Regions from separate parts of the Mus musculus genome. Here all the other regions are linked to region 7. The links are chromatin contacts, called in public ChIA-PET and HiChIP or PLAC-seq maps. All regions are on one chromosome and are shown on one strand. Each heading gives the region's core, a stretch centred on a gene start, on an enhancer-like site or on the middle of the called end of the contact. The rest is flanking DNA. Distances are from core to core; before and after follow the strand shown. Region 1 holds the start of Zfp710 (zinc finger protein 710). Region 2 holds the start of Iqgap1 (IQ motif containing GTPase activating protein 1). Region 3 holds the start of Zscan2 (zinc finger and SCAN domain containing 2). Region 4 has its middle 20 kb from the start of Zscan2. Region 5 holds the start of Wdr73 (WD repeat domain 73). Region 6 has its middle 21 kb from the start of Iqgap1. Region 7 holds the start of Furin (furin (paired basic amino acid cleaving enzyme)).

Region 1 (3,170 bases), core at 579-3,078, 380 kb before region 7:
TGTTGGCTGGTGAAGGTGCTGAGGTCACTAGAGACCCAGTGTGCTGAGCCTGAAATCACGGGGTCCTTCTTGCTGAACCAAACTCTCTGGCTTCTGTTTTCTCACTCCTTGCCAGAAATAAATCATGTTCTGAGTGACTGGAGTCATTGCTCACAGCTCCGTGAGCTGGTGTAGGGTGGGGCGAGGGGCAGTGGCCTTGGGGCTCCTGTCATTAAAGACCCAGGCCTTTGGGCTGGGGGGAGGGGAAGGAGTGGCTGGTCCTATCCCTGGGAGGCTGCAGTCATTGGGGGAGAGACAATGGGGCTCTGCATCTGCTCCTCGCTGGGAGAAGGGACCCTCCAGTGAAAAGCCAGGGAGAGCAGGGAAGTGTGGGAGGAATTGATGAGAAGGGGTGGAGCCAAGGAGATGCAGCCCGGAGGAAGGAGGGAAGGGGAAGGAAGAGCGCAGGGAGGGGAGAGGATCCAGGCTTCCCTTCAGCTCGGTGACCTGGTCCGGAGCCACAGCTTCCCTCGCTTTGTCTGGGCCCGCCGAGACCTCACGTTTCTCGCCCAGCTGCAGCCCCAGTCCAAGGGCCAGGCATCCAGCAGGTGCTCAATACTTACTTGGGAAAATAAGAAATGTGGCCAACTTTGCTCTGGGAACTTTTCCCCCGTGTTGTCTCCACTCCTCTGGAGAAGCCGAAGACAGAGCTGGTCTTGGGAGCACGCCCAGGCGCCCCATGAATAATTGACCCTTGGTGGCGACACTGCCCCGCTCTGTCCGCGGGCTCCGTACCCGCCCATGCGTCGGAGTCGAGCGGCGCAGCTCTTGAGTGGCGGGTGTCCGGGAGGTTGGAGGCGGGGTGTCCGGCCTGTCCCAGAGCTGGGAGGAGGCCAGGCTATGCCGAACCCCGGGCCCCGCGGGGAGCCACAAGGGCCCAGACCTCAGCGAACGACCACGCCTCGGCGCCCTCCAGCAGTGCACCCCGGGGTCGAGCCTAGGCCCTGGGCTTGGGGAGGATGCGAGGGACCCCGAACTCCTCTGAACCCCATTCGCACCCGGGTCCCGGTGATAGCAGCCGGGGCCGTTCCCTCGAGTCTGACCGTCCAGGGCTCTGCGAACAGCTGTTTAAAGGCTCTTTACTGTTGAGGGCTCTGCGGCGACGTTTGCTCTAAGTCCCATCTGCCCACTTAAAAAATATATTAAGTGAAGAGCACCCCCAGCTTCCACCCCTGACTGGGGAGGGGGCAGGTTGAGCCCTAACCCGTATTCGGAAGGACTGGCCACTCGGGCTCCCCCGACCCCAACCCCCATTAGCTCTTATTTGGGATAGGGCACCCCAGACTTCCTGGGGGCTGCTCTCTGGAGCCCCCTTTGTGCCTGGCAGGGACAGCCCCCCCATTTCCATGCGAGGTTCTGACGCTCCCTTCTCCCCCGCTTGTTAATCTTTGTTCCCCTTTTCTGCTGAGAGGAGGGGAAAAAAAAGAGGGAGAGGGCGAAAGAAAAGAAGGAAAAAGGCGTGACTCGATTTTCAAACGAAACTCCCACAGCAAACAAAACCCTTTTAGAGAAATAAAGGAGGAAGGAGGAAGAAAAGAGGGAAGGGGAAGAAAAAAAAGAGAAGCCTCCAGGCTTGCAATTCGAGTAGGAGAGTTGCAGCGAGAGAAAGAAAGAAAAGAAGAAAAATCCTCTCTGCGGTAGAAAGAGAAAAAGAAAACTTGGGCCGAGGAGAGGGGGGTGCTGGGGGGGTGGAAGGAAGTGAGAAAACAAAAGAGAGATAAAAGGGCTGCTTTTCTGTCTCTCTTCCTCTGCGAGCAGGCTTAGGAGGAGCTGTTTAGCATCCCTTCACGTCAGCCCTGCCTCATTCCCTTCTTCCAGGGAGGGAGAGAGCGCGAGCGAGAGAGCGAGCGAGCGCGAGAGAGAGCAGGAGGGAGAGAGAGAGGGGGGGAGAAAGAGAGGAGCCGGAGGGAGGGTGGCAGAGCAGGGCGGGCGCGCGTGGAGGCGGCGCGCAGCTGCAACCCGGGCGGTGGGCAGCAGGAGCCCCCGGCCCGCCCGGCCCGGCCAGCCGAGGGCCCCCAGCGCGAGGAGCCGCGCCCGGACCCAGGGTGAGTGTCCCGCGAGCCCGCGGCCCCGCCAGCCCCCGGGCGGCCCGCGGCGGGGTGGCTGGGGGGCGCGGGGGTGGGTCGCTGCGGCCGCGGTCGACCCGCCCCCCGCCTCTCCCCGGGGACGGCGGCGCGCAGGCAAACATGTCGTCTTTTCCTTTCACTTCCACATTCCCTCATGCCGGAGAGCTGGAGCGAGAGAAGGGGAAAGAGAGAGAGATGGCGTCTGGAGGGGGGGAGGAGGAGGGAGGAGAGGGGGAAGGGAAGGAGAGAGGAGAGAGAGAGACAGAGAGAGAGAGAGAGGAGAGAGAGAGAGAGAGAGAGAGAGAGAGAGAGAGAGAGAGAGAGAGAGAGAGAGAGAGAGAGAGAGAGAGAGAGAGAGAGAGAGAGAGAGAGAGAGAGAGAGAGAGAGAGAGAGAGAGAGAGAGAGAGAGAGAGAGAGAGAGAGAGAGAGAGAGAGAGAGAGAGAGGCACAGGCAGAGAAGCAGCAAAATGAAAGGAAAGCGCGGCGGTAGCGTGGGAGGCCGGGGAGGCGGCGGCGGCGGTCTCCGGCCCGCACGTGGGTGTCGCGGCGCTCGGGGATGCTCCCCCCGCACCCGGCCCGGGACTCAAAGTTTCACCCTTCGCCGCCCCGCCCCTGCGGCTGCCCACAAACTTTTTACTCCGGGAGCGGGTGGGGTGGCCGCGCGGCCCGGCCGGCAGGGTGGCTAGGGCTCAGCGCGCAGCTGGCGTGCCGGGCGCCCCTCGAGGGCAGCGGGCGTCACCAGCGCGGGACCCCGGCCCACCTCGGTGGCCCCGTCTCCGACCTGTTGAAGGCGCACCCCCCGGGCCGGGAACCGGTGGGCAGATCCCCACGGCAGATCTCGAGCCTCCCGTGGCTCGGCCTCCCTTCCTCGCCGCCCCCTCTCCCTCTCCTCGCGGTCATTTTCCTAATTGGACGGAGCTGTGGGGCGTGATCGTCGGCGTCAGACGGAGGAGCCCCCCGAATCGGGTGGTCTTCCCTCCACGACTCTCAGACCCCACCGAGCCGGCCTCGGTGCTACCCCCCACCCCTCCGCCCCAGCTGCGGACTTGCTAACTCGTGCGTAG
Region 2 (3,101 bases), core at 566-3,065, 400 kb after region 7:
CACAACCATCTGTACAGCTACAGTGTACTCATATACATAAAATAAATAAATAAATCTTTAAAAAAGAAATTATCAAGGAACCAAAATTTTAAGTGTTTTAAATATATATGTACTACATTTTCTTGTAGCTTCAAGAGGCATCAACTATAGTCTATCCTTGTTGGTCACACTCTCCCCTCTCTTCATAACCGAAGCTCCTGGACTACACAGTTTACACACATGCTCCTACTCTAGCCCAGACCCATCCTGTGATCACCACTATTTGACAGCTGAGGATACTGAGGCTGGAAGAACTCAGTCAGAGGGCTAATCAAGGGCCTTTGCAGCCCACCTGACTCCAGGGCCTGTGGACTTTACCTTGTAGCCATCTGCCTTCTCCACTGTCTTCCCAAGGGATAACTCCTTGGGAAGGCAATCAGAGCTATTCTCACTCTAGCCTGGGCTACTTCGGGAAATCCTTTTTACTTTTCTCCTCTCCCTTTCAATTCCACCTCTGCACTTCGATGCCCTCGGTTTTCCACGTACAGTAACCCTATGTTCTCCAATACCATATTTAGTTTGTGTCTGCCCTCTCAAAGTCATGTCTTGCTCACCCTGCCCCACACTGCATCCTCCAAGCCTCTGTTTAAAAGTCAGCACCTACCTTCCCATGGCCTTGTTAAGTCCCTTCTCTTCACCCCCATTACTCTTTATACCCAGTTAGAGTTAGTTCATGCATCGTTTATCTTTATTGCACCTTATTGGTTTTTTTCTTGGAGCTGAGGACTTGCACTTGCTAAGCAAGCACTCTACCACTGGGCTAAATTCCCAACCCCTCATCTAATTATCAATCTCTGTACACCTGTCTCTTTCTCGGACAGGTTTTGAAGGCACTGTTTGATCTTTTTCATCCCTAATTTCACAAACGTAGCACACATTATAACACTATCCAATGCATAACTGGATGTGTTAAAGTATCCTTTAAGAAAGTACTTTTCCCAAAACATAAAATCTAAACCTGGGACTCAAAGGGATCCTCTTGTAACTACTATCCCACGTACAGCTGGTTAGTTTACTAAGGTTGCAGGGATAGTCACAGAAAATGAGGAAGTGGGGGGAGCCGGTTTGGGTGTGTTTATGTTTTAATTTTACTTTTGAAATGCTAAAGAAAGAACCCAGCAGGAGAAAGCATAAGCTGCTTGCCTAAAACTGCACCTCGCAGCTAGCCTGAGGCTGCGCGGGTCTGCGCCCTGGGTCACCCTCGCAGGCAGCAATCCGGGCAGCACCTTCCCACCACGCCCGAGCAGAACCCCTGGGTCCAGTGCCCAGGACACGCCCTGCACAGTCAGTTCTCCTGCCACCTCACCCTAGGCCGTCTTCCCCAATCTCAGTAGAACTAACCGGTGGAGGAGCTGGGTGGGGCTCCCCTGCCGCAGCGCCTAGCGAAGGCAGAGGCCTCCAGGTTTCTACCCGCCGCCTCCGGAGCTCGAGAAGGCTCGGGCGCCAACCTTGCTACCAGCCATACAGCCAGCTGCTCTTCCGGGTCCGTGCGGTCCCAAGCCACCCGGCGCACCCGCCCGGCTGAGCCCCTGGGAAAACCCGAGCTTGGTCCCTCGCCCGCGCACCCCCAAGCCCTCGGCACTCACAGCCATAGTGCGGCCGGACCACACCCAGGCCATCAACCTCCTCCGCGGCGGACATGGCGGCCGAGTCCAGGTCTCCGGTGAGGAAGCGCAGAGACCTTGAAGACGCGGGCGACCGTAGCAGCAGTAACTCCTGCCCAGTGCGCGGGCTGTCGCTGTCCTCAGAGCCCCGCCCCGCGCCATCGGCCCCACCCTGCAGGTCCCGCCCCGCAGACCCCGCCCTTGAGTCCACGCCCAGCTGCGCTCCCCGGAGCGAGCGGAAGGGGCGTGGTCAGTATTACAGGACCCGCCCCTGCCCTCTTCGCTCTCCACTTGCGGAAGCGAGGAGGCGGGGTGCTGTAGCGAGTCCCTAGGCCGGCTTGGTCCGTTGTCCCGACACTCCTCCGCTGTCGCCCTATCTGCGGCTCTGACTAAAAGGCCGCCAATGTCTACAGCTTGAAATCCAAATGTTTTTAGGCGCCTGCCTTCTCCTGACAACTGAGTTAACCCCCTCTGCACCGCGGCTCCTTCAAGGAGCCGTTGCAAGTGGCCCAGAGTGTGATTATTGGAAGCAAGTAGGACCCACTGTCAGGAAAGACTCCCACTCCTACTCTCTGCTACATTCTGTCAATCTGACCTCTGTTCTCCCCAACAGTGCTAAAGAATAGAACTGCTCAATCTCTTAAACTGGGGGATGACGATGCTCACGCGGAAGAGCTGTTTATCAGCTCTTTACAATCTGCAAGATCTTAGGGGGGTTATCTTGACCCTATTAATAAGGATGCCTCGTCTCTTTACCCTTGTGATCTTTTAAAGTGCCAGTATTCAACCGAATTCTATTCTGAACCAGCCTGGATTGGAGTGAATCACTGGCTCTAATAATAATAATAATAATAATAATAATAATAATAATAATAAAGTAAAAGTCCCATTCTCAGGACTCTTACCCTCACCATAAACAGTTGATGGCTTCTACTTACAATCCAGACCATCTAGAAGCCCCTCAGTAGTTCCAAACTATCTAACGTGCATTTTTGGACCTCTCACAGACACTAAAACCTGTCAAACGTTGATCCTGTTCCTGCCCCACTCTCTGGAAGTGTTCCATCACCAGTCACACACACACCCCAGGTTCCTCGACTCACCTCTATTTCTGAAGCATCTAGTTTTGTTTCTGTCCCCACCTGTGATAACACTTTTTTGATCATCATAATCTCTATTCTCACTTGTGCCAACCAGATCATCATGATTGCCAGCATGCTCTTTCCAAAGTACGGAGTTCTTTGGGAAGGGGGACAAGTCTCACTATGTAGTTCTGGCTGTCCTGGAGCCCACTAAATAGGCAAGGCTACCCTTGAAGATCCACCTGTCTCTTCCTCCTGATTGCTAGAACTAAAAGCATGTGCCACCACACCCAGCTTCCGAGTTCTTGTCATAGATGTAATTTTTCCTGTTACTCCCTTCACAGTGCAGTTTGTGTACTTTCCCATGCCAGGTGGG
Region 3 (3,049 bases), core at 144-2,643, 460 kb after region 7:
CGCTCAACTGGCCAGGAAGAACGACGCTGCAACAGGATCCTTCTGCACACGTTTATTGGGAGAGCTTGATTGTAGAGGCGAAAAGACCCTGAGCCCAGAACTGGTGCTGCTTACATAGGCCTAGGAGAGGTGTGTCTCACATCTGATTGGTTAACTTGTCTTGGCAAAAGAACCTTCACTGCCTATGTATGTGTAGTGGCCAGCAGTAGCCAACTGCCACTCTGCAACTGCCACTCTGCAACTGCCACTCTGCAACGGCTTCCCACACTTAACCACTGAACCATCTCTCCAGCCCCCAAGTCAAGGGTTTTAACTAGAGCGAGTAAGGGAGTAAAAGTTTGTATGCTCTTTGGGAAGAGAGCAATCCGTACAGAGTAGGAATGGCTGTGTCGGGGACAGAAGTGGGTTTAGATTTATCCTTTATCTGTTATCCTCTCCCTGTCCCTCCATTAAGGCGGGCACTAAAACAAAGTGGCACACTTTTCTTGGAAGCTCATTTCACCCAGTCTTGGGGCTTAAGTGCCCTCAAAGCTGAAAAGTTCACTTGGTGAAGGGGTAGCAGGCACTCCATGCATACTCTTATCTAGAGATACCCTGAAGCCAGTTGAAGCTGAGCCAACTAGTAGACCACTACCATCTATTGCTGTTCTTTACATCCTGTTTTGGGGACCTTGAGATGACCCATCTGGAAGGACCACTATTGTCCTTTGTGTCCTGTTTTAGGGTGCCTGGGTGGTCATTCCCTCCCAGAGCTAACCTCTTGCCTAACTGTAGGGCAGGTTCCAAGGAGCCGACTATAGACTAGGACTTACAAAGCAGAAAGAGCGGGGCGGGGCTTTCGTGAAGACGCAAGAATACCACGTGTGAAAACAAAGGGGAGTGCAACCCCGGAGTGCAAATGCCTGTGCGTAGCTGCAAATTTCCAGGAGAGGTGCGAACTTGGGCCAAGAGGAACTTTGATTGCGCAGATTTCTTCTCTGCTTAGAGTCAGCTTTTGGCTCTCGAGGGCTCATTTGCCACTCAATTCTCAGCTGAAAAAGACTGATACATTCACCCAGCTTTCATTTTTTATAGATAAATACACGCGAGCTTTAGAGAATTGGCACTATCTGTCTCAGGTGAAAGCTTTGGGCAGTACTAGAAGACAGACAGCTAGTCCTGGGTCGTCCTCTGCCTCTGATCCGGAGGCATTACTTACGGCTATCAAACCCTCTGTTCGCTCAGGTACAAACCACCCCCCCCCCCGTCTCTGGGTAAACTACATTTCCCGCAATGCATCGGGTGGAACTTCCCTCCCAACGCCCATCTGGACGCAGTTTTCACCAATAGTGGAGCAGAATTTCAGGAACTGTTGTGGACAGCCAATGAGAGTGGCCATGGGCGGGCCTCTCCCGTCCATTGTTCTCTGTGCCCCTTGGGCTTGAGCTGAGGTGAATCCAGAGGGGCCGGGCCGGGCCGGGCCAGACCGTGGGGTGCTTTTGCGCTCAGAGAGATAGCGGGAACAGGACCTGGTCCCTGGAGAGGCGAGCGGGAGAGGCAGGTCAGGAGCCGCGCGCCCCGCGGGGAACAGCCAGAGAGACAGCGAGTAACGGGCCTGGAGCCAGCTCAGGGCAGTTTGGGGGAGGGGCGTCGGTGTCCGCGCCCGACGGGCTGGACGCGCAGCTCTGCGTCCTGGTTCTTCGGAGCCCTCGAGGCTCCGCTCACACCAGAGCGCTGGGTACGCGCAGCCTAGGAACGCAGGCTTTACACTGGGAAGGGATGCTCGACGACATCCCACCGAGCCGCCTCCTTGACCAGGTGGGGAAACTGAGGTTCTGAGGGGGCGTGTCGGAGCCAGGCTTAGCTAATAAGCTGTCTAGGTTCAGTGTTCCCGGGATGTCCAGGAAGAATTACGATGTATTTGTGTTTCACGTAGTCATTTTGGACAAATTGACATTGGGAGCTTCAGTTTTCTTTCTGTTGTTGCTGTTCTGTTTTAACTTTTGCTATTTTCATGGGGGAGGGCATGTTATCTGATTCTATGGTGTAATGATTTTTTAAAAATAAATATTCATTGCTTTCATAATACTTAAATAGTTTTTAATTCCACTGCTTTGAATATTTTGTAGAGCTACTACTCAGATCTAGGTGTGTGTCCCCCACACCCCCACCCCCCGCAATGATCCCCATGTGTGTTCATTTAAAAAGGAATTGGGCAGGCAGTAATCTCAGCACTCAGGAAGCAGGACAGGCAGGTCAGGAGTTCGAGGCCAGCGTGGGCTACATAATGAGATCTTGCTTCAGAAGCAAAAAAATAAACAGAAATGTCTGTACTGAACATGTAGGAGCGTTCTCGTTATTATTCCCAAACAGTACAGCATACCAACTGTTTACATATTATTTACACTTAAGTATATGTTGTCTAGAGATGATTGAAGGTATTTGGTACACCATTTTATATAGGGGCCTTGAGGAGTCCTGGATTCTGGGATCTGGGAGATTATCTGAGGGCAACCTCCTTTGAAATATAGCACTAATGACTTGTAGTGAAGCTGGGGGCACCTTGACATGCGATCCATTAGTAATCACTATGATGTTCCATATGATAAGGATGAGTGTTATCTATTCATTAAGTGGTCACTGAGGTTGAATGACTAACCTCTTTGTTAGGTCACAGTCTCTGAAGGGAGTCTGAACTGACTTAGGGTAGGATATGTCAGTTCTGTTTCTCTCAGCCCAGATCACTGCATCCCACTACTCTTCCTTTGGTCTTCTGAAAAGAGCAATGCTGTGTATGTGTGTGGTAGTTATTATTATTATTATTATTATTATTATTATTATTATTATTATTGGGTTGCTATATCCCCTTGTTGTCTTTAAATATCTACTAGGTGTTTCTACCCCACTTCAGACCATATTGTTCCCAGATAAAAGACACAGAAACCTGTAGATTCATAATAAGCTTAAAAGCATTAAAGTTGGGCTATTTTGTCTACCTCCCAAGGTATCACTTGCCATGCTCTGCCTGGGCCGCTTCTACTCCATCAGGCCAGCCCCTATAGCCATGGGC
Region 4 (3,051 bases), core at 305-2,804, 440 kb after region 7:
TTTCAATAATTTCTTTCTTTTTGTTCTGGCATGCATATGTGTGTACGCATGTTTGAATTTATGTGTTTGGCCATGAAGGCCTGGCTCACATCTGGTGCCCTCCTCATTTGTCCTCTATAGAGGCCGGGCCTCTGGCTGAATGTGGATCTCCTCAATTCTAGCTGCTCTAACCAGAAAGCTTACTCTCAGGGACCTCCTAGCGCTCTCTCCCAATGCTGGGGTTCCAGGAAGTCAGCAGGCCTTCAGGGCTCTTACATGGGTTCCACGGGTTGGAACTTTGTCCACATTTTTACGTTCCAAGTGCTTTATCCACTGAGCCATCCCCCAAGCCTGTTTGTCTACCTGTCTGCTTTTGATTTGTGTAGGAAGAAATGAGAAAGTACTCCTGACAGTGGGGCACGCTAAGGAAGGAATAGCCTGGGTTTTCTTGTTGTGTGAAACAGAGACTCACTATGTAGCCCTTGTTAGCCTGGAACTTGCTATGTGGACCAGGCTGGCCTTGAACTCACAGAAATCTTCTTGCCTCCACTTCTAGAGTACTACTGGGATTAAAGACATGTACCTGGCCAACAGCACTATATTAGCAAAATCTTTTTTACATTACAGTCATAGAGAATGGTTCAAAATTAATCCCCAGTCTTTTGACTGGAAAATCTGGAGCAATAAAAACCAGATGACCAGATGGTGTAACCTGGGTGGGCGGCTTAGACCCTGTCTCAGAGCATGAAAATGTAAGGTATTAGTAGATACAAAGCTATGGCATTGATGAAATACACACATTTTTTTTTAAATGAGAGTAGAATCATGCTATGAATATTACTTAGTAATTTGCTTCTACAACTTATTTAGGAGCAAATAAATGTCCAGAAGGATCCTGGCCCTCTGGGTCTAACCTGGAGCAAACTGAGTCCCAGCCTGGGTTCTGCCTACAGGCTTTGGCCTCCATTTTTTTTGTCAGAGCTGATGAGCTGTTAATCTTTAACCTTCAATCCTGCCTTACTCTAAGCTATTACTCATTCTGAGCACATGAAAGAACTCTTGTTTCACAGCCTGGACTTGACCTTAACAAACATCTAAAACTCTGGCTCCAGTAAGAAACAATATACCATCTAGTTAATTGTAAGAAGTCCCTATAATAAAAATAGGAAATGGATTTTCCAGCCATTTTTTCCCCTTATTATAGATCCCTTTTCCTTTATGTTACATTGTATTGTTATTTGTTTGGGGTGTGCTTGTGGGTACATTCATTTACATGTGAGTGAATGTATTTTAATTGGGCATGCCCACAAAATAATTTAGCACATAAAAGAGATGAATTTAAGAAGAAAGCTGAAATGGCCACAATGTGTTAAAATCTTTTGACCTAAACAACATATGAAAACAACTGGAGTTATACCAGAACAATTACATGGACATGTGACACAACTCTGTGACACTGGGACACCTAGGTCAGGGGAAAAAAAAGTTAGAAAGCTTATCTCTCTTTAAGTCCTGAGTAAGGCTTAGTAACACAGGCGATCAAAAGGTGAAGTTCCTCCAAGAGACTTAGGGTAATCCCCTTTCTCTCTTTCTAAATAGCAGAGGAAAGGACAGGTTTTTGTTTGTCTTTATCTTTTTGAGAGAGGCAGAAGTGTTCTTTCCTCCCAACCTGTGGGTCCAGGGTTGGTGGCATGTGCCCATACACACCGAGTGATCTTGACAGCGCCTCATTTTCCCCTTGTGTGTGTGCACATGCATGTTCAATATGTCTACATGTGCACATGGAGACCTGAGGCTGGAGTCGGGAATTTTCCTCTTTTCCCTATTTTTGAAGCAGGGTTTCTTGAGACCCCGAGCTCCCCCATGCTGTTGGTATCCAGCAGCTTGTTCCTAGGCCTCCAGTCTCTACTCCTGGGCCAGACGCAGGAGCACTTGGCATTTCTGGGGAACGCTGTTTATGTAAAACCTGACACCCCCACTCCTGTAAGTGTTCTGGCAGATATAAACATTCTGAAGACACACTTGTCTCTCCATCTGACTAGGAGACTTTTGAAGGAATGGATTCCAAGGATAATGCTGTTTCCCAGGAATCTCATGTTGGGAAAAGGAAAGGTGCTAGCTAGCCAGAGAGACACGCCTTCCTCAAAGAGATCTCAAACAACCCTGGCGACTTGTCAAACTGCCTTACAGAACCAGACTAAAACCCAGATGAAGATGAGTCACTGGCGGGTGTAACTGTAACTGTTTCTTTTTTTTTCCCTTTTGGTTTTTTGAGACAGGGTTTCTCTGTGTGATGGTTTCTATATGCTGGGCCCAGGGAGTGGCACGATTAGAAGGTGTGGCCCTGTTGGAGTAGGTGTGTCACTGTAGTGTGGGCTATAAGACCCCCATCCTAATTGCCTGGAAGCCAATATTCTGCTAGTAGTCCTCAGATGAAGATGTAGAACTCTCAGCTCCTCCTGTACCATGCCTTCCTAGATGCTGCCATGTTCCTGCCTTGGTGATAATGGACTGAACCTCTGAATCTGTAAGCCAGACCCAGTTAAATGTTGTCCTTATAAGAGTTGCCTTGGGATGGGGAAGTGGGGAGAGAGAGTAAAAAAAAAAAGTTGCCTTGGTTATGATACTAAGACACTCTGTGCAGCCCTGGCTGTCCTGGAACTCACTCTGTAGACCAGGCTGGCCTTTAATTCAGAGATCCACCTGCTTCTGACTCCCAAGTGCTGGCATTAAAGGTGTGGGCCATTGTGCAGTCTGTATTATATATTTTAATACATAGTGGCCATTTCAGTTCTTTTTAAATTTATTTCTTTTATGTTTTAAAGTTAATTTTTTAACATGCTCAATTAAAATGCATATATAGATTCAAATTTAAATATTGTGATCATATAGTAAGGCCTGATAAATTCTTCTTTTATAGATTTGAATACTCTAAACACCTTAAAACCTATTAAAATGATATGTATTAAGTGTTTCATAAACAGTTAATGTTATACATACACACAGAGTTCTATAAGGATTTCTTTCTAAAAACATTCTTGTTTATATAATGGGTAACATAAAACTTAGATT
Region 5 (3,234 bases), core at 344-2,843, 500 kb after region 7:
TCAGATCCTGCTCCCTCATCCCAGGCGACCTTACTCATCCACATGGCTCCCTCATCTCTTGTCTGTGAGGGACTAAGATGCTCTGTGAGCACTGCACCACTGACTACTTCTCAAGGCTCTACATTTTTAAAATTTATTTTATGTATGCGGATGTTTTGCCTGCCTGCAAATGCTGGATGCCCTGGAAAGGAGTTACAGCAAGTTGTGAACTGCAATGTGGGTGCCAGGAGTCAAACGCAGATCCTCTGGAAGCGCAGAGTGCTCTGAGCCCCCGAACCATCTCTCCAGCCCACGTCTATTTCTGATAAAGTAAGACTGCTCTTTGCCTGTAGCAGCTCTCCTGCGACCACCTGCTTGTCCTTGGCATTCATCCCCATGCACAGGGGCCTTGTTCTAGACTTTGGTTTTGTTTTTCTTTTTTTTTGAGACAGGGTTTCTCTGTGTAACCTTGGATGTCCTGGAACTCGTTCTGTAGACCAAGCTGGCCCCAAACTCACAGAGATTCACCTGCCTCTGCCTCCCAAGTGCCTGGATTAAAGGTTTGCACACGCCGCCGCCCGCCCCCCCCCCCTCCTTCTGTGGCAGCCCCAGGTACTTGTCAGGCAGAGTAACAGGCACTCCAGAAATGCATAATAAATTGACACAGATAATCAGCTTCTCTATTTAAGTTACCTGGTTTTCCTGTACAGAGAGCCTGAGAGGTAGTATCAAATGAAGAATCTCATTTTTTTTCAAACTTTCATAACCAGCAACAAAGACTCCTGAAATAAAACAGTAACTATGACAAAGAGTTAGAAATATCGTGGATCGTGGCTGGATTTATAAATTCTCCCAATACCTTCCCCATTCTCTGAGTAGCCTTGTGTCAGGGGATGGAAGTTGAATGGGTCTCCCTAGCGGCTCAGACTTTAAAATTCAGCCCATGAGGCAGAAACGCATCTCGTTTAGTAGCAGGCAAGATATATTACCTTTTTCACCAATCCACTCAAGGACTCGAGTGGCTCCTGAGAGGTCAAATGCATGGAAGTCTTGGTACCTGCAGGATAGGGTTACAAAAATCACGCGACGCACAGCTAACCAAGAACTGGGAGATCGCTGAAGGACTGGTGGAACCAGGCTCTGGAGTTAGGTAAACATGGGGCTGAATCTTTTCTTCTGCATTTTCCTCCCTGGTGTATGAGACCGGGCTGGCCATAAGGAACCAAGCCTTGGTTCCTCACCTGCGGAACTCCCATAAAGTTGATTTCCCCAAGTTGAGGTGAACAATCAGGAGAAACCTGTGTTCAAGTTAACCTAGAATCCGGCCCAGGGTAACCGGCCATGTGTGCCTTATCAGCCCTCACATGCGCGGATCTGGTCACATTACTTGCTTACAAAGGACCCAGAGTCCCAGAGCTAGAGGCCGGGGGTCAGGACCTCCATCGGTCCGTGCCTGGGCACTGCCCACGAGCCCACAACCGCACGCGCCCTCTCCCATTGCCCATCAGACCCGCCCACGGGCCAATTTACAATCGCAAAGACTCCACGAGCCAGTCCTCAGCGAGCTCCATAGCAACTGTGGCTTCCGTCGCTCCACTTCCGCCAGCCAGACTTCCTGGGCAGGCGCGCGCTCTCGCGAGGAGAGGGCGTGGTCTTCCGCTGGCTGGGGCGGAAGCGCTCAGCGCTGCGCGAAGCCCTGTTGATGTTTCTTCTGTTCTGTGTGCAGAGTCCGGGTGAAAACGACGCAAAAAAACCAGATCCATCGATGTCAGCTACAAGCAGGATCGGAGACATCAAATATACCCCTAATGTATATTTAGGATCAAGAATGTGCAGCCAAAGAGCTGTCAGTGTCCCAAAGCAGGTACAATACAGACTTAATTGGCACTTCAAGTGAACAGTTAATTTAAGTTTGCGTGTATTGTCCGTAAAGGATACTTAAGGACTTTTTTATTTTTTAAAATGAAAGGAATCTTGTTTAACTGGGGATGTAGCTCAGCTGCTAGAGTGCTTGCCCGGCATGCACGGAGTTAGCTTTTCAGTACCCCGTAAAAATAGACAAAAAACCCAGCGCGGTGGCGCATGACTGATCAGAAGTTTTAGGTCATCATCTGCTGCATAGAGAGTTCGAGGCCAGTCTACTGTTACACAGGACACGATCAACAAAGTATCTGACATTCCAACTTAATTTTTATTCGATAACTTTGGCAACATGTATGGAGGACCCTACATTCGGAGAAGAAAAAGAACACAGCAGGGCTGGATTCTAGTGTGGCTCTCTCCCGTATGCACCAGGTAGTGCACTAAAGTTTGCCATGGGGATCAAAGGTGGGGCGAGTGCAGCATAGTGTAGGTAGCCCCCCACTGCAGGGGAAGAAGCTTTTGGTAGCAGAACTCACTCGTGGCTGGATCAGTGCAGCCAACACAACACCTGACTGCTGAGAGCTGGCTGGCTGGTGCCATGGTGGGGGGTGATGGGGCTTTTCTAAGACCACCCTAGCTCTCTGAACATGCCACCCTCCAGAACCCTTCCCTCTTTCCTCAAATGTGGGTGGAAGGAGAGGCCCAGACATTCTGTGTAAAGAGCAGTATTTTTATTCACCACTTCACCAGGGAAGCAAGAAATACAGCAGGAAAGACTTTGTGTCTGCATCATTAACATTCCTGGTGACCCAACCAGAAATCACAGTAACAGATTAACACATTTGAGCTTAGGATTTACATCCAGAGGAGGCCACTGCTAGGGTTCCATTGTCAGCTTCCCTGGATGGACACATTCTAAGCCCAGCATCCGGTTTGTTCCATTATTGGCATCACTTCTGCAGTAGTGGCTCCAGCAGCCTCCTGTACTGAAGGCAAGAAGGGAAGACTTGACTCTGGAGTCCACAAATCAGGGAAATGCTGAGTGTACCCAGGAGGGCAGCTGCAGGCTCTCAGCTGAGCCTCTCAGTGAGAACCTTTCTCCCTGGAAGACCTGAGGAGTCAGGGGGATTGGTTTTCCCAGAATATAGCCCCAACTTCACAGGGTAGTCATGACAACTAAAGGACATCACAGAAACCAAGCCCAAGGCATTGGAGAAGTGTCAGCAACATGCCCTACCCCCCATGCTCTGCTGCAGACCTCACTCCCTGCCACTGGCCATGGCAGTATTGCTTTCTATGAGATTCTCTGGTTGGTCGTGGTATTTCAGGTCTTCCAAATAATGTCCCTAGAGGTGATGCGCTCTCTCTCTCTCTCTCTCTCTCTCTCTCTCT
Region 6 (2,862 bases), core at 151-2,650, 420 kb after region 7:
AAAAAATACTTTTTTCATTTTCTTATGTAGTTATTGACTTTTGAGGGTGTAGTGCCACTTTTTGTTGTTGCCTGTTTGTTTTGTTGAGACAAGGTCTTACTCGTAGCATTGCTGCCCTGGAACTCACAGACATCCATCTACCTCTACCTGCTGTTTTTTTGGTTGGTTGGTTTAAGTTTGTTTGTTTGTTGTTTTGGTTTTAATTTTATTTCTTTATTTTATGGATATGGATATTTTGCCTGTGTGTGTGTATTGTACCGCTTATATGTGTGGCGCTCACACAGGTCAGAAGAGAGCATCAGATCCCTGGACCTGGAGTTACAGGTGGCTGTGAGCCACCATATGGGTGCTGGAAATTGAACCCAGGTCCTCTGCAAGAACAGTCGGGTCCCCTAACCACGGGACCACCTGTCCAGCCCTGGTTAGTTTAGTTTTTGAAACAGGGTCCTTATGTTGAGGTCTGGTCTATTACTATGTATTGTGATGCTAACTACTGGCCAAGGTCGTCTAAGGGATGAGAGAATCGTCAGGTACAGCAAGTGCTGCCATGTAACCCTGCTCCTTTGTTTAAAACTACTGCTTGAATAAAGATGCCTACAGCCTATAGCTGGGCAGGAGAGAGGCAGGCTGAGGTTTAGTTCCCTAGTGTGGGGTCTGAGGCAGAGACTGTGAGGGGAAAGGAGAGGTGTAGCAAGGAGAAGACAGCACAGGGTAGGTGAGTCATAAAAACGTGGCCATGAGGGCTGGCCAATTGGAGTTAAGAGCGGCCCAGATGGAACATGGCAAGTTATAACTTGGGGTTATAGCTACGGAAGTAGACACTAATAGCTTAGAGGGTAGATATCTGCAAGCTCTAGTGCTTTATAGGCGTCTCATAAATATAAAGGTTTTGTGTCTTTAATCTGGGAACTGAATGATCTAAGGTGGTGTAGAAACCCACAGTTGAGATTAAATATTTATTATAACCCACTATGCAGCCCCAGCTGGCCTGGAACTCACTATGTAGACCAGGCTGGCCCTCAGCTGACAAATATCTGGAATTCCAGGTGCTCAGCACCACGCCTGGATGAACACAGGTAATGTAATTCTTGTTTATTCAGTTGTATTTTCTAATAATTCTGAAAATGTGTGGGTATAGCTCAGGATTTTTTTTTTTTAAATGATGCATCAGGAAGGGAAGGAGAGGAGGGGGAAAAAAAAGGTGACTTCCTCAAAATCAAACGGTCACATTTCTGTTTCCCTATCCTGCCTTGGAAGTGCACACGACCCTGGACAGGGGAAAGGCAGTAAAGTAGCTGCCATGAAGGAATGTTCAGCTGCACAAGTATTCAGAGAAGTACAATGTGAGCAGCACGGAGTCCTCCTCTCTGTTAAATAAGCAAGGCTGTTTCTCACGGAGGAGGGCGTGGTGCAAGCAGTAGTCAGTTATTACTGCTGATAACATTATGAAGTGGTAGATCCACTTACAAGAATTGGCAGGAAGAACTAGAGCTGTAAAAACGTTCACACCCTGGGAAAAGAATCATTCTTTTCTGAAGGGGAAAAGAAATGATGTGCACACGAGGGTGGCTAATGTGAGGGCATTGCCTGTTCAGACAAGAGACCCAAGTGTAGAGGTTTGTAGACCGGTAAACATTACAAACCTTCTGGCCATGTATCTAACCGACTGGTAGAGAGTAGGGGAGAGTTCATAGCACTTGAGGCTTGGGTTCAATTCCCAGCAATACAGACATGGGAAAAGGTTGGGCGGCAGGAAGGTTTTGGTGTCTGTTCAGGGCCCAGGAACCTTGGATTGACTCCCACTCGCTATAACTCAGTTTTATGAGGTCTGAGTAGAAAGGTCACAGTCTACAGGAGAATGTCCTGTTTTCCTATTTGTCATTGTGGTATTTGGCCTTTTAAGACAGGGTCTCTCCCTTTTTTGCTTTTAATTACATTTTTATTTATTTTGTGTAGGGGTGAATGGGTGTGGACATGTGGGGTTTTCCCATGTCACAGAGCACATGTAGAGGCCAGAGGAACGCTTGTAGCAGTCAGATCTCTGCTTTCCCATGTGGGTGCCAGGGATCAAACTGTAGTCACTATGTTCGGTGGCAAACACCCTCACCCACTGTGCCCTCTCACGGGCTCCATCCATCCTGTAATTCTGTTTACATTGTTCCTCTGCCTTTCAAAAAAAAAAAGTTTGCCTATCTCTCATGACCTAGATCAGTCCTTCCTTCCTTCCTTCCTTCCTTCCTTCCTTCCTTCCTTCCTCCCTCCCTTCCTCCCTCCCTCCCTCCCTCCCTCCCTTCCTCCCTTCCTTTTTCTTTCTTACAACTTTTATTTTGTGTGTATGAGTGTTTTGCCTGCATTTATGTCTCTCCACCAGTTCCATGCCTGGTACCCACAGAGGCTAGAAGAGGGTGTCAGAGCCTCTGAAACTGGAGTTACAAATGGTAAACCATGTGGGTCCTGAGAATCCAGGTCCTCTAGAAGAGCAGCCAGTGTTCGTTCTCTCTCTCTCTCTCTCTCTCTCTCTCTCTCTCTCTCTTGGTTTTTCAAGACAGGGTTTCTCTGTATAGCCCTAGTTGTCCTGGAACTCATTCTGTAGACCAGGCTGGCCTTGAATTTAGAAATCCACCTGCCTCTGCCTCCCAAGTGCTGGGATTAAAGATGTGTGCCACCACTGTCTGGCTCACAGACCAGTGGTCTTAACTGCTGAGCCATTTCCTCTCTCTCTCTCTCTCTCTTTCTCTCTCTCTCTCTCCCTCCCTCCCTCCCTCTCTCCCTCTCTCTCCCTCTCTCCTCCTTTTCTTTTTCGAGAGGGTCTCACTCTATAGTCCAGGCTGGCCTTACATTTATAGCAATCCCCCTGCCTCC
Region 7 (2,876 bases), core at 304-2,803:
TTCTAGCCTCTCTGGGTCAGTTTTGCCCAGCCATCAGTGCTGGGCCTGACTAGAGAATAGGCTATAGTACTGTCCTAGCTCTTTTCTTAGGCAAAGCCTTTCTGTCTCTCCCTAGAACCTACAGACAGAGATAACCACAACCATTCCAGGCATAAGACGGGCACTTACCCCCAGGTGTGGCTGCTGTTTCTAGGACCTGGAGACCCAGCTGAGGCAGCCACAGAGCAAGCCACCAAAGACTGCTGGGAAACCCAATCAGGTCTCTCTTTCCAGCAGAGACCCCAAGGCAGGTCCTGTTACAGGCACCTCCCAGGAAATTTTAACTCCTAGTCCCTGCTCAACTACTTACACAAGTCATTTCCACTCTCTGGGCCTCAGTTTCCTTGGTGGTTAAAAACTATTAGGACAGAGGCTTTCAAACTTTTTTTAAGCCATAGGATCCTCTTTTTAAAAAAATACAAATTTTAGATAGAAGCCCAAAACAGGAAACACACACCTAATCTGCTCGCCCACCCTCCTTTTCTATGTCCACACCTGGCCAGCAGCCACATGCCCTCACTGGGCCACATCACCTGCGTCGTCTTGGCACTTCCCAAGTCAGAGAGAATCCCAGTGCTTCAGAGAGATGAAAGTCCACTTCCCCTAGGCGCAAAGCCCTGGGGCGGTGGGAACGGCGGCACCGAGCAGACTAGTGTCTGCTGTCAGACCTGTATGGCAAGCAGGCCGCCCCTCGGCTAGCCACCCGATGGATGGGGGCAGCAGGGGCCTCGGCCAGGCCTCGGCAGGAGGCAGCCCGGAGCGAGCCTCCCCCAAGCCGGCCTGTGCGCGCACGCGAAATCCGCCCCCGACCGCTCCGGCCGTACAGGTGTGCCAGGCGGCCGAGGACCCCGTGCCCTCCCGGGAGCGCGCCCCACCAGGCGCAGGCCCCGGCCGCCGGGGCCACGGAGGACCGCGGGCAGGCGGGAGCACCCAGAGTCCGAGGAATGCTCTGCCTAGCCCGCCCCAGCAGGGGCCCCGCCGGCGCTTCCTGAGGTCATAGGGCTCGCCCCGGCCCCAGCGGAAAAGTACCGGCGCGGGCCCAAGCCCGGCGCTCAGGTGGGCTGCGCGGCTCCCGTCCTCCCGCCGCGGCGGCCGAGAATCCGCGACCAGAGCCCGGCGGCCGGCGAGGCCCGGGGCTGCGCCGCCCGGCTCCGCGCTCCCCCGCCCGCTCCGGGCCCGGTTCCCCAGCGCGCCGCCTCCCCGGCCCCGGGCCGCGCGCCCTCGCCGCTTACCCTGGGGAGCCCGGGCGGGGAAACTTTTCCGGACGAGCGCCGCGGCCGCTCGGGTACCCCTCGGCCGAGCACGGAGCCCGGCGGCGGGGGCCTGGCTCCGGCGGTCCCCGCGCCCGGCAGCGGCGTCACGGCGCGCAGGCGGGGAGGCGCGGCGGCGCGGCCTCGGCCCGGCCGGCGACCAGGGCAAGGCTCGGCCTGGGCTCGGGCGCGGGCGGGGGGCAGCGGCCCGGCCGCGGCGGCGCGGCTTGTTTACTCGGGCCGCTGTCACAGCGGCGGCGGCGGCGGCGGCGGCCCGGGCTCCTCCTCCTCCGCGCCGCGCCCCTCCCCCTCGCGGCGCCACCTCCGCGCTCGGCGGCCGCAGCCGGCCCGGCCCGTTCGCCGCCCGGGTCGGGTCAGGCCGGGCCCGGCCGGGCCCGGCCGGTGTTCAGAGAGCTCCACGCGGCGGGCCCTGCGTTCTCGGGGCGCCCTGTCTGCGGCTGCCAGCGGGGCGGGTAGGGAGCGTGGTCCCTGCGCGCCACCCCAGGCCCCTCGGTCCGCACCGCGTTAGGCTCTTGGCCCCGCAAACTCCCGGGCAGATGGTTTCGGAGACCCGGACTGGGAGCCCGCGGGCGAGATGGCGAGGGAAGGGCCGAGGGTCGGGGGGTTTGGGGAGAGTCCAAGCTGGCCCTGCCTTGCCCGAGGTTCCTGGGTCCCGAGTTTTGAGTTTGGGGATAGTCAAGGGAAGCGCCCTGGGATGGCGGACCTGGGGCAACTCCACTCTCAGGTCGGATCTCACAGCGGCAGGGCAGCCCTCGTGCCTCCAGTTAGAGGAGTCACAGTTTTATTTGCTTTTGTAGAGACAGGTGGATAAACAGAAATAGCCCACCTCCTTTTATGGTTTTTTTTTTTTCCCAATACTTTTTTTTCCCCCTGCAACAACGGAGAGCTAGGCACTGGGCCAATCAGTTCACCCTATCTTCTCCTTATGTACATTCCTTAATCCACATAATCCGCTCAGGATGACATTATTAATCCCACTTTACAGATAAGGAAACTGAGGCACACAAAGTTTAAATAATTTTCCTTAAGCTACACAACTTAGCAGGCCTCAGACTTGGCAGCGTTTCACTCCAAGCTACTTACAGTATACCAGCCAGAGCCCTTCCCTCCCTGGGTTCCTGCCCTAGAAAACGGCTGTGCTACTTGGCGGAAGGTTGACATTCTGCTCGAGCTGAGAAAGAAGAGGGGAACCGGGCCAAGATCTTCCCAGGCTGGGTTGTTCCAAGGTCGCCAGCGGCCTCTGCACATCCCTTCTTGCTCTCTGTGAGATAACCTGGCCACATGAGACTTTGCCTCAAAACCCTCAAAGTAGTACACATACACACATACACACGTATCATTTGTGTGGAAAGTCGTCCAGGAAAGTTGGGCTCAAATCCTTGCGGTACTATTTTGCATTATTTCGAACCTTAAATTCTCAGAGCCCCGATTTATCCCTCTGAAAATGGAGATGTGTATGAAGTTAACTGAATCTGTTATTTGAGCATCCGTTAAAACACTGCAGACATGGGGTCTCTAAAAGTCTGGTTCCTCCCAGATTGGGGGCTTTCCCTTAGAAGGAGCTAA

The links. ChIA-PET counts read pairs in DNA pulled down with a chosen protein or histone mark. HiChIP or PLAC-seq counts read pairs in DNA pulled down with a chosen protein or histone mark.
Region 1: an HNF4G HiChIP or PLAC-seq map of pancreatic cancer cells shows a contact between it and region 7. The contact joins the promoter of Zfp710 here to the promoter of Furin in region 7. A contact is called at or near these places in 1 of 484 Hi-C or Micro-C datasets (embryonic stem cells), 2 of 115 datasets of contacts at active chromatin or transcription factors (memory CD8 T cells and pancreatic cancer cells) and 2 of 9 other capture datasets (adipose tissue and pancreatic islet).
Region 2: a contact with region 7 is called in an RNA polymerase II ChIA-PET map of memory CD8 T cells, with 125 read pairs. The contact joins the promoter of Iqgap1 here to the promoter of Furin in region 7. A contact is called at or near these places in 2 of 39 promoter capture datasets (embryonic stem cells and erythroid cells), 10 of 115 datasets of contacts at active chromatin or transcription factors (astrocytes, effector CD8 T cells, embryonic basal ganglia and 6 more) and 3 of 9 other capture datasets (adipose tissue, embryonic stem cells and liver).
Region 3: an H3K27ac HiChIP or PLAC-seq map of regulatory T cells shows a contact between it and region 7, with 4 times the contacts expected there. The contact joins the promoter of Zscan2 here to the promoter of Furin in region 7. A contact is called at or near these places in 5 of 39 promoter capture datasets (cranial neural crest, embryonic stem cells, hippocampal neurons and 2 more), 9 of 484 Hi-C or Micro-C datasets (cerebral cortex, embryonic stem cells, induced pluripotent stem cells and 3 more), 7 of 115 datasets of contacts at active chromatin or transcription factors (craniofacial prominence, effector CD8 T cells, embryonic forebrain and 4 more) and 4 of 9 other capture datasets (adipose tissue, embryonic stem cells, liver and 1 more).
Region 4: an HNF4G HiChIP or PLAC-seq map of pancreatic cancer cells shows a contact between it and region 7. The contact joins the enhancer-like site here to the promoter of Furin in region 7. A contact is called at or near these places in 3 of 39 promoter capture datasets (cranial neural crest, embryonic stem cells and maxillary cranial neural crest), 18 of 484 Hi-C or Micro-C datasets (the G1E-ER4 cell line, cerebral cortex, embryonic limb bud and 10 more), 5 of 115 datasets of contacts at active chromatin or transcription factors (bone marrow-derived dendritic cells, effector CD8 T cells, memory CD8 T cells and 2 more) and 3 of 9 other capture datasets (adipose tissue, embryonic stem cells and pancreatic islet).
Region 5: a contact with region 7 is called in an HNF4G HiChIP or PLAC-seq map of pancreatic cancer cells. The contact joins the promoter of Wdr73 here to the promoter of Furin in region 7. A contact is called at or near these places in 3 of 39 promoter capture datasets (cranial neural crest, embryonic stem cells and stem cell-derived epiblast-like cells), 3 of 115 datasets of contacts at active chromatin or transcription factors (embryonic stem cells, memory CD8 T cells and pancreatic cancer cells) and 1 of 9 other capture datasets (liver).
Region 6: a contact with region 7 is called in an HNF4G HiChIP or PLAC-seq map of pancreatic cancer cells. The contact joins the enhancer-like site here to the promoter of Furin in region 7. A contact is called at or near these places in 3 of 39 promoter capture datasets (cranial neural crest and embryonic stem cells), 1 of 484 Hi-C or Micro-C datasets (myocytes), 6 of 115 datasets of contacts at active chromatin or transcription factors (the SCID.adh cell line, SST interneurons, Th17 cells and 3 more) and 2 of 9 other capture datasets (embryonic stem cells and liver).

Annotation. Positions count from the first base shown.
Region 1 is chr7:80,024,400-80,027,569 of GRCm38.p6, forward strand. Zfp710 (zinc finger protein 710) reads left to right here and starts at 1,829. Exons shown (of 5, transcript NM_175433.5): 1 at 1,829-2,084.
Region 2 is chr7:80,801,516-80,804,616 of GRCm38.p6, forward strand. Iqgap1 (IQ motif containing GTPase activating protein 1) reads right to left here and starts at 1,816. Exons shown (of 38, transcript NM_016721.2): 1 at 1,626-1,816. The coding sequence starts at 1,680.
Region 3 is chr7:80,859,538-80,862,586 of GRCm38.p6, forward strand. It overlaps Zscan2 (zinc finger and SCAN domain containing 2), which reads left to right and starts at 1,394. Exons shown (of 3, transcript NM_001382511.1): 1 at 1,394-1,540.
Region 4 is chr7:80,838,962-80,842,012 of GRCm38.p6, forward strand. No RefSeq gene overlaps it. Among named protein-coding and RNA genes, the nearest start is that of Zscan2, 20 kb to the right of the region's middle. Within about 2 kb of position 1,555, at least 55 of the 459 cell types and tissues checked have an H3K27ac peak or open chromatin away from gene starts, as enhancers often do. A contact at or near this core is called in bone marrow-derived dendritic cells, pancreatic cancer cells and regulatory T cells, where this site is marked.
Region 5 is chr7:80,899,676-80,902,909 of GRCm38.p6, forward strand. Wdr73 (WD repeat domain 73) reads right to left here and starts at 1,594. Exons shown (of 8, transcript NM_028026.2): 1 at 1,510-1,594; 2 at 969-1,036; 3 at 673-761. The coding sequence starts at 1,550. Nmb (neuromedin B) reads right to left here. Exons shown (of 3, transcript NM_026523.4): 3 at 2,552-2,828. The coding sequence ends at 2,793.
Region 6 is chr7:80,822,726-80,825,587 of GRCm38.p6, forward strand. No RefSeq gene overlaps it. Among named protein-coding and RNA genes, the nearest start is that of Iqgap1, 21 kb to the left of the region's middle. Within about 2 kb of position 1,401, at least 51 of the 459 cell types and tissues checked have an H3K27ac peak or open chromatin away from gene starts, as enhancers often do. A contact at or near this core is called in pancreatic cancer cells, where this site is marked.
Region 7 is chr7:80,401,259-80,404,134 of GRCm38.p6, forward strand. Furin (furin (paired basic amino acid cleaving enzyme)) reads right to left here and starts at 1,554. Exons shown (of 16, transcript NM_011046.3): 1 at 1,272-1,554.